Regions from separate parts of the Mus musculus genome. Here region 2 is linked to region 1. A link is a contact called in public promoter capture Hi-C data. All regions are on one chromosome and are shown on one strand. The core of a region is the stretch at or near the end of the contact, and the rest is flanking DNA. Distances in the headings are between cores, read along the strand shown. Region 1 holds the start of Ctse (cathepsin E). Region 2 holds the start of Rab7b (RAB7B, member RAS oncogene family).

The links. Promoter capture Hi-C pulls out the DNA fragments that hold promoters and counts their contacts.
Region 2: a promoter capture Hi-C map of macrophages shows a contact between it and region 1, with 10 read pairs. The contact joins the promoter of Rab7b here to the promoter of Ctse in region 1. A contact is called at or near these places in 6 of 39 promoter capture datasets (the C10 cell line, cranial neural crest, embryonic stem cells and 2 more), 2 of 484 Hi-C or Micro-C datasets (embryonic stem cells and granulocyte-monocyte progenitors), 4 of 115 datasets of contacts at active chromatin or transcription factors (the HPC-7 cell line, embryonic stem cells, large pre-B cells and 1 more) and 3 of 9 other capture datasets (adipose tissue, liver and pancreatic islet).

Annotation. Positions count from the first base shown.
Region 1 is chr1:131,635,847-131,642,186 of GRCm38.p6, forward strand. It overlaps Ctse (cathepsin E), which reads left to right and starts at 2,468. Exons shown (of 10, transcript NM_007799.3): 1 at 2,468-2,711.
Region 2 is chr1:131,685,632-131,691,485 of GRCm38.p6, forward strand. It overlaps Rab7b (RAB7B, member RAS oncogene family), which reads left to right and starts at 3,064. Exons shown (of 6, transcript NM_145509.3): 1 at 3,064-3,204.

The DNA.
Region 1 (6,340 bases), core at 1,218-3,717:
GAAACTAACAGAAGAGAAAAGAGCCTCGAAAACATGGGCACAGGGAAAAGTTCCTGAACAGAACACCAATGGCTTATGCTCTAAGATCAAGAATTGGCAAGTGGGACCTCATAAAATTGCAAAGCTTCTGTAAGGCAAAGGACACTGTCAATAGGACAAAATGGCAACCAACAGATTGGGAAAAGATCTTTACCAATCCTATATCCAATAGAGGGCTAACATCCAATATATACAAAGAACTCAAGAAGTTAGACTCCAGACAATCAAATAACCCTATTAAAAATGGGGTACAGAGCTAAACAAGGAACTCTCAACTGAGGAAACTCTAATGGTCAAGAATCACCTAAGGAAATGTTCAACATTCTTAGTCATCAAGGAAACGCAACCAACCAGAGGTCCCAGGGTCTAAACCACCAACCAAGGCATATACATAGAGGGACCCACGGCTCCAGCCTTATGTGTAACAGAGGATGGCCTTTTCAGGCATCAATGGGAGAAAAGGCCCTTGGTGAAGGCTCAATGTCCCAGTGTAGGGGAATGTGAGGGCAGGGAGGCAGGAGTGGATAGGTGGGTGGAGGTACACTCTCATAGAAGCAGGAGGAGAGAATGGGATAGGGGGCTTCTGGGGGGGATAGGGAAAGGGGATAACATTTGAAATGTAAATAAAATATCCAATAAAAAAAAAGAAAAATGTCTGGATCATATAGCAAAGAGACTCTGAGGCTTTCTAGCCCCTGGGCTAGAAAGTTTAAGGTTGGGGATAGGGTATGCCAGGTAGGATTTGAGGAATGCTGGGAGAACCTGGGGGCCAGGTCTGCTTTGGTAAAATATGTACCTTGGCTGTTTGTTCCAGAGTAAGAAATCAAACACTGTAAAGGAAGCACTATTGGATCAGAGAGGAGCTACAAGCCATCTCTTCTCTCCAGACTGGCCTTGAACTCATAATCCTCCTCCTCCTGTCTTCCAAAGACTGGAACAGTTGTTTCCAACTGTGATGACAAGAGGAGGCACTTGCCTTTGTTACCTTGGCCTGTTCCAGGTAAGAGGGTTCTAGGCACACAGGCATGCTAACAGGCCATAGAGTCCTTTCTCCTTCAGTGAGCATCTGAAATCACTGGTAAGAAATGGGCCTCATCATGTCACCCAGGATAAAAAATTAAAATAAAATAAAATAAAATAAAATAAAATAAAGGTGGGGAGGGGGCAGAACCTGAGTAGACACAGTGTGACCAGGACAATTCACAAAGCAGATTTCAAAAGTCCTGTGTGGCCTGAGATCTTGTCCAGTCTGACTTATGTCCCCAGTACCTAGTCAGTGCCTGGGATGTAACGGGTCCTCAGTAAATGCCCTGTGAGTGAGTGAAGGGCAGGACTGTCACCTGGGATGCTGTCACTGGGGTGCTGTCACCTTTCTTTCCTCAGGGTGGCTGCAGAGGTGCTCCTAGAGGATTTGGAGCAGAGCAGAGGTACTTGGGCATGCCTTCTCAGCTCCGTGTGATGAAACACTTCACCACTTCTGAAGCTTGAACATCTTTCTGGCCAGGCAGTGGTGGCACACGCCTTTAATCCCAGCACTTGGGAGGCAGAGGCAGGCAGATTTCTGAGTTTGAGGCCAGCCTGGTCTACAAAGTGAGTTTCAGGACAGCCAGGGCTATACAGAGAAGCCCTGTCTTGGAAAACAACAACAACAACAATAACAAAACAAAACAAAACAAAACAAAACAAAACCGGCTGGCGAGATGGCTCGGTGGATAAGAGCACTGACTGCTCTTCCAAAGGTCCTGAGTTCAAATCCCAGCAACCACATGGTGGCTCACAACCATCCGTAATGAGATTTGACGCCCTCTTCTGGTGTGTCTGAAGACAGCTACAGTGTACTTACATATAATAAATAAATAAATCTTTTAAAAAAAAAAACCAAGAACATCTTTCTGGTTGTTACCCGCAAAATTTCATTTCTCCAAATAAATCTCCTGTGTCTCTTGAAGTTGATTATGGAGCCCATTTATTGACTGAAGTTGTCTTAAAGAAGGCTTTGACATGTTCAATTCATGTGGTAGCTCATTTACAAACAGTCAATGGTTGCTTTGATATTTGGAGTTCGAAGAACATCTGGCTGTGAGCATTGTGGTCTCCACTGTGACCTTGGCACCTGGCCACAGCTGGCTCAACAAAAAACAATCTTGTGTTTATGGAAATAATGTCCTCTACTGCCTCTGCACATCCTTTATTTATTTTATTTTTATGGAGACAAGGTCTCATGTACCACAGGCTAGCCTCGAGTCAGTATGTAGCTGAGGCTGGCCCCAAATTCCTGATATGTCTGTATCCACCTCTCACACAGGGGAATTAGAGACATGCACCACCATGCCTACCTTCCTTTACTTGACTTTAAAGTCTGTTTCCTGTTTATTTGAAAGAGCAGGCACACTTCCTGTAAGTGCCAAAAAACTGTATGCCCGTCTCACAACTTCATTTGTTCCTCAGAACTGCAGATGCCCTGTGTGACTCCAGAAGCGGTTAGAAAGATCAGGCGTGGTTATCTCCATTTGCAGCTGAGGTGGCCAAGAGATAAGAGTTGCTTAAAGTCGGAGTTAGCAAACAACAAAACGGGGTTTCCACACAGAGCTCAGCTTCGGAGCCCAACCCATCCACTTACTACAAGAAAACGAAATTCTTGACATTTTGGGTTATATCCGGTAACTTCAAAGGTAAGTGGTTTATAATCTTGTTACAAATTTTTCTGGGAAATGACAATCTCATGCTTTAGTTAACAAAAATCCATTTATTATGATAATTTCCTCACAGGTAAAAGTGAGCACCTCCTAAGAAGGCTGCCATTTGCTTGGTTTGTAAGATTGATTTTCCTACGGGGAGCTTTGCGTAGGACTTTGAAGTTTTTGTTTTATTTGCTTGGTTGATTTTTTGAGACATGGTCTCACTAGGTAGGTCAAGCTGCCCTCCACTCTTTATTTAGATGGTTTTAAAATCCCTACTACTATTTGTGTACTGATGAAATCGGAGGTTTTGCAATAGAAGTCATATTGTCTGAACGGTGCCTTTCAGTTCCTGATTTAACTCTCTCTCTCTCTCTCTCTCTCTCTCTCTCTCTCTCTGTGTGTGTGTGTGTGTGTGTGTGTGTAAGACTTTTATTATGGCATGACTTACTGTCATTAATGTTTATATAATGTTCTACATCTGCATGTTATTTCTAAATTAGAGTGTACTGTACATGAGCTGCTAATTGCATTATAGCTGTTAATAATGCGTTGCTAAAGGAAATTTCTTCAGGACAAAGATAACTGCTGATCCAGGTGTGGAGCTACACACCTTTGATTCCAGCACTTGGGAGGCAGAGGCAGGTGGATCTCTGTGAGTTCAAGACCACCCTGGTCTACATATCGAGTTCCAGGCTCGTCAGAACACAGTGAGGCACTCTCTTAAAAACAAAACAAAACAAAACAAAACAAAAAAACCTACTGGCAAAAATTTCATAGCATATTACTCATTTCTGTTATAAACTCGAGAGGGAACTGGAAGGAGGGCTCCATGGTGAACACTGGCTGCTCTTCTAGAGAACTTGAGTTGAATTCCCAGCACATATATGGCAGCTCAAACCATCTGTAACTCAAGTTCCAGGGGACCCAAGACCCTCTTCTAGCCTCCCTGAATACCAGGCACATGCATGGTACACAGACACACATGCAGGCAAGACACCAATGCACATAAAAACAAAATCATTTTAAAATTAAAAATAAATTCTAATATAAACTCTTATATATGTACATTAATTATATATAATATCTTAATTATATATTATATACACATATTATACATTATATATTATATGTGCACTAGTATATACATTGTATATAATATACAATATATTCTATTTATTTATATATAATATATTTTTACATTATATACTCTATATATATATATATATATATATATATATATAAGATTTATGTTGTTTCTTTCAAGAAACATAAGGAAAAAATGTTAGACTCAAAACAGAAAATGAAAAATCTGTCTGGGGAAAGAAGTGAAATAAAACTATTTGAATTATTGACTAAATGAAGGGAACAAGATAGACTGTGCAAAGAAAGTATTGAATCTGGTAGCTGCTGACATGGGTATGTCCTAGAAACAGGAGCAGAAAGTGAATTCACTTGTGGGTCTCATTCTCAACAATCACTGAGACTTTCAACAAAAGCTAGACTGTCCTCGGCCACTTTGTGGAAATACCCGTCCTGCGAGTGCCCTTGGTGAAGTTCCCTCAAGGAAGAAGTCTTTGCTCTATGAATAATACAGGTTAAAAGTCTGGGAAATAGAATAAGCAATTAATTTTTTCAGACAGTTTGGTAACAAATCACGTAGAAACTGTTTCTTACATTATGAGTTTTCAAAGAGGTCTAAGCTTTTACCATCTCCTTGACAACAACAATGGAAAATCAATCAGCTGAAAACTAGAAAGAGTCAAAGGTAAAGAGAATTTAGCACTTTTTTCCCAGTAAACAAGAAACTGAAATAAAACATCAACAGTTTAAAATTTTAAATGTGACTTTGAAATATCTATTTCCTAATAACCAGATTCTATCTGATAAGGAAAATTGGCCTGCTACTGTTATCCACACAAACACAAATCTCTTGTGGACAAGACAACATCTGTCATCCCAAAGAGTATCTCAGAAAGTCTGGAGTCAGGCTTGCTGGTACAAACCTGTAGTTGCAGCTGTGAAGGCCAAGGAAGGCCCAGGTTATAGAAGGAGTTGAAGGTCCATTTGAGCAACTTGCAGAGGCCCTGTCTCAAAATGAGTTAAGTAAGGTTGAGAATGTCGCTTTGTAGTAGAGCGCTGTATCAGAGCTGTACATCCCCAAGGACACCAAAAAGAAAAAGAGAGAGGATGAGGAAGAGGAGAACTGGGAGGAGGGAGAGGAGGAGGAGGAGGAGGAGGAGAGGAAGAAGACCACAAACATTTCAATGGGAATTTTCTTCATTTATGAATATTATAGAAAATCCATAGCATTATAATAGAATATTAGTCCAGAAAACAAATACAAACACTAAATAACCCATACATTCTGGACTAAAAAAAAAAAATCAATTGCATACACCAAATTTATTGACCAAAATCACCTTTAATACTATAAGAAATGCTAAATACCACTGTGGTTTGTCTCCTATGCCGATGGAACAATTCATTACCTTAGCTATATAAATTTTAAAAAACACAATTTTTTCCATAGTAAAAATATATATCTGGAGGATGATTATACAAATTTTTACTAGATTATCAACAAAAAGAACCAAACCTAGGCTATAGCATTTGATAGAACAGGGACACACAGCTGAAAACAAGTGTAGCAGTCATAAGAGATTTTGACATAAGTTTCCCAAAGATTCTGAGGCTGCACAAAATAATATATCAAAAAGCTGTGGGGACGTTAGTGAATTCTATCATGTCTGCCGGACTTGAGCTAAGCCTTGAAAACAGAGTAGTCAAATAAAAAATTGGAGATAGAAGGACAGAGGATCTACTTGAAACCATTGTGACTTTAAAGTCATCAGTGGCATGGGGACATCCTTCTAGGAAGCGTCAACATTAATAAGTATATAGATTCTTAAACACAAGCCAAAGCTACCGTTGAAAATGTATACTTAATAAATAGGGTTTCTCTGCTTTATTTATTTATTTTATTAGGTATGTTCTTCATTTACATTTCCAGTGCTATCCCAAAAGTCCCCCATACCCTCCCGGTTTCTCTGCTTTAATTTGCTGTAATATTTAAGTACGAATCTATGACAACTTAAACATCACGGCTTTTGTGTTTTGGCTTTTGTTAGTTGGAGTTTTGTTTTGTTTTGTTTCATTACGTTTCGTTTCGTTTCTTTTGTTTCGTTTCGTTCGGTATTAGGGATTGAACCAGGGCCTTCGGTGTGCATGCTAGGCATGTGTTTTCCCCGCGAGACTTACCTCTACTCTGTAAACGTTACCATAAGCAGAACCTAAGTGCTGATGTACAGAATGTCTTCCAAAACACCAAGGTTGAGAAACTTAGGGAAAAAAATCTTTTTTTTTTTTACCTATTTGATAAAAGCAGAATATGTATTGTCCATGCTGAACAAATGTCAACCTCTTGACATTGCTATCAACTTCTCCAAGATAGAAAGTACTAGAAAAAGAAAACTCATTTAGTCATATGACTAGCCCTTCTACAGTTCAAAAAAATCAGTATCAGACACACACACACCATATTGGAAGTAACACTATCTGGTTTTGTTTGTTTGTTTGTTTGTTTTTGTTTTTTTACTCTTTAGTCTTTTTTTTTTTTAACA
Region 2 (5,854 bases), core at 1,814-4,313, 50 kb after region 1:
ACTAATATCCAACATATATAAAGAACTCAAGAAGGTGGACCTCAGAAAATCAAATAACCCCCTTAAAAAATGGGGCTCAGAACTGAACAAAGAATTCTCACCTGAGGAATACCGAATGGCAGAGAAGCACCTGAAAAAATGTTCAACATCCTTAATCATCAGGGAAATGCAAATCAAAACAACCCTGAGATTCCACCTCACACCAGTGAGAATGGCTAAGATCAAAAATTCAGGTGACAGCAGATGCTGGCGAGGATGTGGAGAAAGAGGAACACTCCTCCATTGTTGGTGGGATTGCAGGCTTGTACAACCACTCTGGAAATCAGTCTGGCGGTTCCTCAGAAAATTGGACATAGTACTACCGGAGGATCCAGCAATACCTCTCCTGGGCATATATCCAGAAGAAGCCCCAACTGGTAAGAAGGACACATGCTCCACTATGTTCATAGCAGCCTTATTTATAATAGCCAGAAACTGGAAAGAACCCAGATGCCCCTCAACAGAGGAATGGATACAGAAAATGTGGTACATCTACACAATGGAGTACTACTCAGCTATTAAAAAGAATGAATTTATGAAATTCCTAGCCAAATGGATGGACCTGGAGAGCATCATCCTGAGTGAGGTAACACAATCACAAAGGAACTCACACAATATGTACTCACTGATAAGTGGATACTAGCCCAAAACCTAGGATACCCACGCTATAAGATACAATTTCCTAAACACATGAAACTCAAGAAAAATGAAGACTGAAGTGTGGACACTATGCCCCTCCTTAGAAGTGGGAACAAAACACCCATGGAAGGAGTTACAGAAACAAAGTATGGAGCTGAGATGAAAGGATGGACCATGTAGAGACTGCCATATCCAGGGATCCACCCCATAATCAGCTTCCAAATGCTGACACCATTGCATACACTAGCAAGATTTTACTGAAAGGACCCAGATGTAGCTGTCTCTTGTGAGACTATGCCGGGGCCTAGCAAACACAGAAGTGGATGCTCACAGTCAGCTAATGGATGGATCACAGGGCTCCCAATGGAGGAGCTAGAGAAAGTACCCAAGGAGCTAAAGGGATCTTCAACCCTATAGGTGGAACAACATTATGAACTAACCAGTACCCCTGAGCTCTTGACTCTAGCTGCATATGTATCAAAAGATGGCCTAGTCGGCCATCACTGGAAAGAGAGGCCCATTGGACACGCAGACTTTGTGTGCCCCGGTACAGGGGAACGCCAGGGCCAAAGGGGGGGAGTGGGTGGGTAGGGGAGTGGGGGTGGGTGGGTAAGGGGGTCTTTTGGTATAGCATTGGAAATGTAAATGAGCTAAATACCTAATAAAAAATGGAAAAAAAAAATAAAAGCTGGTCTGGGGGGGAGGAGTAGAGTAATATTAGAGAAGCGTCTCTCAGATAAGTTCTGGCCAGGTCAACTCTGCTTAGCTAATGAGATCGGGAGCATTCAGGTGGCATGGGCTTGAGGGAACTTCTAAAGGACAATAGTCCAGGAACCAAGGAGCTTCCATAAGCCAGGGATTATCAGCGCACTGCCTTGGCTTCCTCAGCAACCAAAACACCTCACTTGGGTAAGCAGGCTTTAGAGTGTCTCAGCTTTCCTGTGTAGAATTCAGTACGGAAACCATTAAGTACCTTCTTCCAAAAGTGTTTGCTAGTTGATAGAAGCAAATAAACTTCAATTTCTCTTCTACTCTTTGGTAGGGCCAATGCCAGCAGCACAATTGGCCAAGTGTGGGTTCCAAGGCTACCCATCTGCTTTCCAAATGCAGGGTTCTATGGCTGGTTTAGACACATGGTGGCTGGAAAGCCCCATCAGAGAGAGAGAGAGAGAGAGAGAGAGAGAGAGAGAGAGAGAGAGAGCACTATGGAACCGGGAAGAACTTTCTGACAGGACAGTAATCAAAGGAATATGTCTACAAAGAGACAAAGTCCTAACTTGTGAGGAATGTGAAGCGCATTAGATACACCTTAAGGGGACCCCCCTGAGATCTGGGGAGTCGTGTCTAAACTCACTCCATCTGCCTTTCATCTGCCAATTATACGCAAGGCACAGTCCACAACAGTGAAATGAGATGCCCACATTAACTGTATGCTAACAGCATCTTAAATTACCATCTTCTTCTAGGTGTTTCAGGTTGGGCAACAACCTAACCAGAGAGGCCCAGTGTGGGATTGTGGGGTGCCAGGACACACCTCACCTCTTACAAGTCTGATGTGGTGTGGTGTGCATATGTGGTGAGGTATGGTGTGTGGTATACATGTGTGCTGTGCATATGTGGTGCGGTATGGTGTGTGGTGTGGTGTGCATGTGTGGTGTATGTATGTGGTAGTGTAGTATGGTATGTGTATGTTGTGTGGTGTGCGTGTGTGATGGGTATATTCTATATGAATGGAGTAGGGGTGTGGGTGGTATAGAATGGATGTGATGAGGGAATGGATCTTGTTTCATGTGTGTGTGAGGAGTGTGGCACAAGGGATGCAAGGGTGTGCATATGAAGTATAAGTGTGTTATGCATGTATAGTGTGGCAGGGTGTTGGATAGTGTATATTTTCTGTGTGTATGCATGTGCATGTGTTATATACTGTGCGTGTGTGTGTGTGTGTGTGTGTGTGTGAGAGAGAGAGAGAGAGAGAGAGAGAGAGAGAGAGAGAGAGAGAGAGAGAGAGATGTGTGGGGTGAGGACAAGGCCTAAAAGCAGACCATCTTCCAACCTCACTGGGTCACTGGTGGCTGGACCCAATCTGCTCCACAACTGTTTGGGAAACAAACAAAGGGCTCCTTTCCTGAGACTCCCATGGACAGAGGCAGATGTCCCTACAAGCTCATAAATTGGACGTGTCACCTCTCAAGCCCTGTGTCCAAAAGTTCCCCAACTCAAACCTGCCGTCCCTCATCCCCTGGGATCAGAATCCTGATGAACTGAATATGCCTGGTGCCCTGAATGCACACAGCTCTGAAGCCTCGCTGGCTTTCCCTGTGCACTCCGCCTCCTCCACCCACACAGCTGAGGTCACGCTGGCCCAGCCTCTTTTGCAACTTTCCCAAGTCTGTGCACAGAAAGAGAGGAGGAAAACTCAGAGGGAAGTGGCCTCTCACCAAAACCGTTTGCGTTCTCAATACTGGCCAGATTGAAACTGCCACTCCTAGAAGAGAGACCCAGACCTAGAACTCCCACCTGTGTGAGGTGAGTGTCGTACAGCCATGCCTGGAAGGGGCCTGGCAGCCCATCTGTCCTTGCATGTGCCCATCTGCGCCGGAACTGTTCGTCTGCTGGTGAAGAGGAAAAGAAACCAGGTACAGAAATGAGGCTAAGAATCTGGCAGGTGCGGAATTTTAATCCAACCCGAAGACCCCTGCACTGCAGAAAGTTCCTGAGTGAGGTGGAGAAAGGACTTCCCTGCCAATCACAGGGAGCGGGGCCCAGCCTGGGAACCTGCAAAGGCAGCAATACCAGACAGGACAGGCAGCTCAAAGGAGGCTCTCATTATGCCTCTAGACCCGCAGGGCCTGGAAGAAACCAAAACCTTCTAAAAGGGTTGGGTCCTACGGAATCTGGCAGCTCCTTGGCCCACAGACAGGGGGCCATCTAGGATGAAGATTTGGAAGCTATCAGAGAAAGATGAGCTCTCAAAATAGGAAAATATTCCTCTTGTTCTAATCCATAAGAATTTCTCCAGGTGAAGAGCTACCATGTAGGAGCTAATGAACAGAAGTGGGCAGGTCCAGGTTCTACTCTAAGCTGGCTACTAACCTAGTTTGTTGTTGTTTGGTGTGTGTGTGTGTGTGTGTGTGTGTGTGTGTGTGTGTGTGTGTGGTGTTACGTTTTATGTGAATGATAGGCATGCATACTTACCACAGCACATTTGTGGAGGTCAGAGGACAGCTCTGTTGAGTTGATTTTCTCCTTCTACCCTTACATGGGTTCTAGCGAGTACTTTTACCTGCTGATCCATCTTACCAGCCCACCAACTAGTACTGACTATAGAATCCATTGGGCTATAATAGCATTTTGTAAATTGTAAGTGTTCTATAAACTGCTTCTTTATTGATAAAAAAGAATTGCTTTGGGCTTATAGGTCAGTCCCCCACTACAAAGGTCTTATGGAGATAGTAGTTTGTGAGTATCCTTAGACATATACTGTGCTTCTGCTTAGCGGGTGTGCACTATGTGAGTGTGTGGATAGACAGACACCTGGATGGATGAATGAATGGATACATGCATTAGAAAGGACACGTGGATGGATTGTCACTCTTCAGGGAAGTTTCTGTATCCACAGCATCAGTGACCATGCTTTGGGGACAGGCGGGGTAGAGTGAGATAAGAGGTACTGTCTAGGGTACCGGTAGTCTACTTGGGGAAGCAGGACAAACATTTCCCCAAAGAGCTTAAAGAGTGAGAACGAGGAGCCTTCCGAAACCAGCACTGTGGGTGTGCTTTGCAGAGGAAGCAGGTTTAGACCTGCAAGGATTTGGGTGGGTGATGCCAACTGTCAAGTGATCCTGGCAGGCAACAAAGCCTCCTGTGCCCCAAGAATCTCATTAAACAGAAAACCTTACACTCGGCCTGCAAGTCCACTGTTTTCTAGAATGAATAAAGTATGGGGTGCAGGGGGAGAAGAGAAACTGTGCTGGGAAAGATTGAATACTGGGCAGAGAAACCCGGCCTGCTGCAGAATTCTCAGCTGCCGCTGTTCACTGGTCTCCCTGACAACTTACACAGGACCTCATCCAGGACAAGTAAGGCAAGAGACTATGTGGGTTCCTGGATGGAGCCAGTGGGATATGGATGTCAGAAGGTAAAGGCTGAGATCCTCAAGAGTTCTGGTAGATTAGACACAGGCCCAAGAAGAGCTCTGCAGCAACAGTCTTCCTTGTTTGTAGAGAAGCTATGGGTGGGGCCCAGCTCTGGCTTGGAAGTGCTGTGGGGCGGGAGCTAGGGAAGAGGTGGTCCTGTCTGGAGTCCTGCTCTGTGTGGGCTGGGCTGGCTGGGCAGGTCCAGCATTCCAAGCCTGCTACTCACTGTTAAGTAACAGTGAAGATGACTCGGCTTTGTTGATACGAAGATGCCTTGCTTCCCTCTTTGAATCTCTGAGTCAGCCAGTGAAAAGAGGCCCCAAAGAACATTGTAGCTACACCCAGCCAGGGGTAGACAACATGGGAGAGGACCTCAGCTACTATCTGAAACCTGGGAGTAGTAGTCAAGAGAGCCCCACTCCTAGCTGCTCCCAGACAGACTCCTTCAGCCCTGGTACTTGGCCAGCCCAGGTCACTCTCTGAACCAAAGATCAAGGCTATGTTTAGATGTCAGACTCATTAATGTTTGCCTTTTTGGGGATCAGGGTATGGGAGTCTTTGGTGGCTGCACACTTCCAGGGATCATCTGGAAAGGGCATCAGGACAGCAGAAGGGGTTGAGAAGCTATTAGGATCAGAAGCAAGTAAAACCCAAAGGGAAGACCTCAACCCCACCCCTAACACTCCCTCCCCCAGCACCTGTGGATGGCCCCTAGAAGAAACCTGTCCCCCTGATGAAAGGAACACGCACCCAGGGCACATCTGGCTGCCTCCCGTGAGCCCAGTGCTTCGATCAAGTGACACCAAGGTCCTGCTAGTATCATGCATGCTCTATATTTGTAGCTTGACATCAACCCTTAGTAGACATGTTTACGTTATCAAAAATAGCGACCACCTGCAAATCAGATCTCAGGACCTCCTCTACCAATCCCCACCCCACAGCAGTGTTAAACTGTCATCTGGATCTTTCCCAACACTGAGATCCTGTTATGCTAGCATAATATGACACACATGTGCCATCTGCAGAGGAAGCCACAGCCA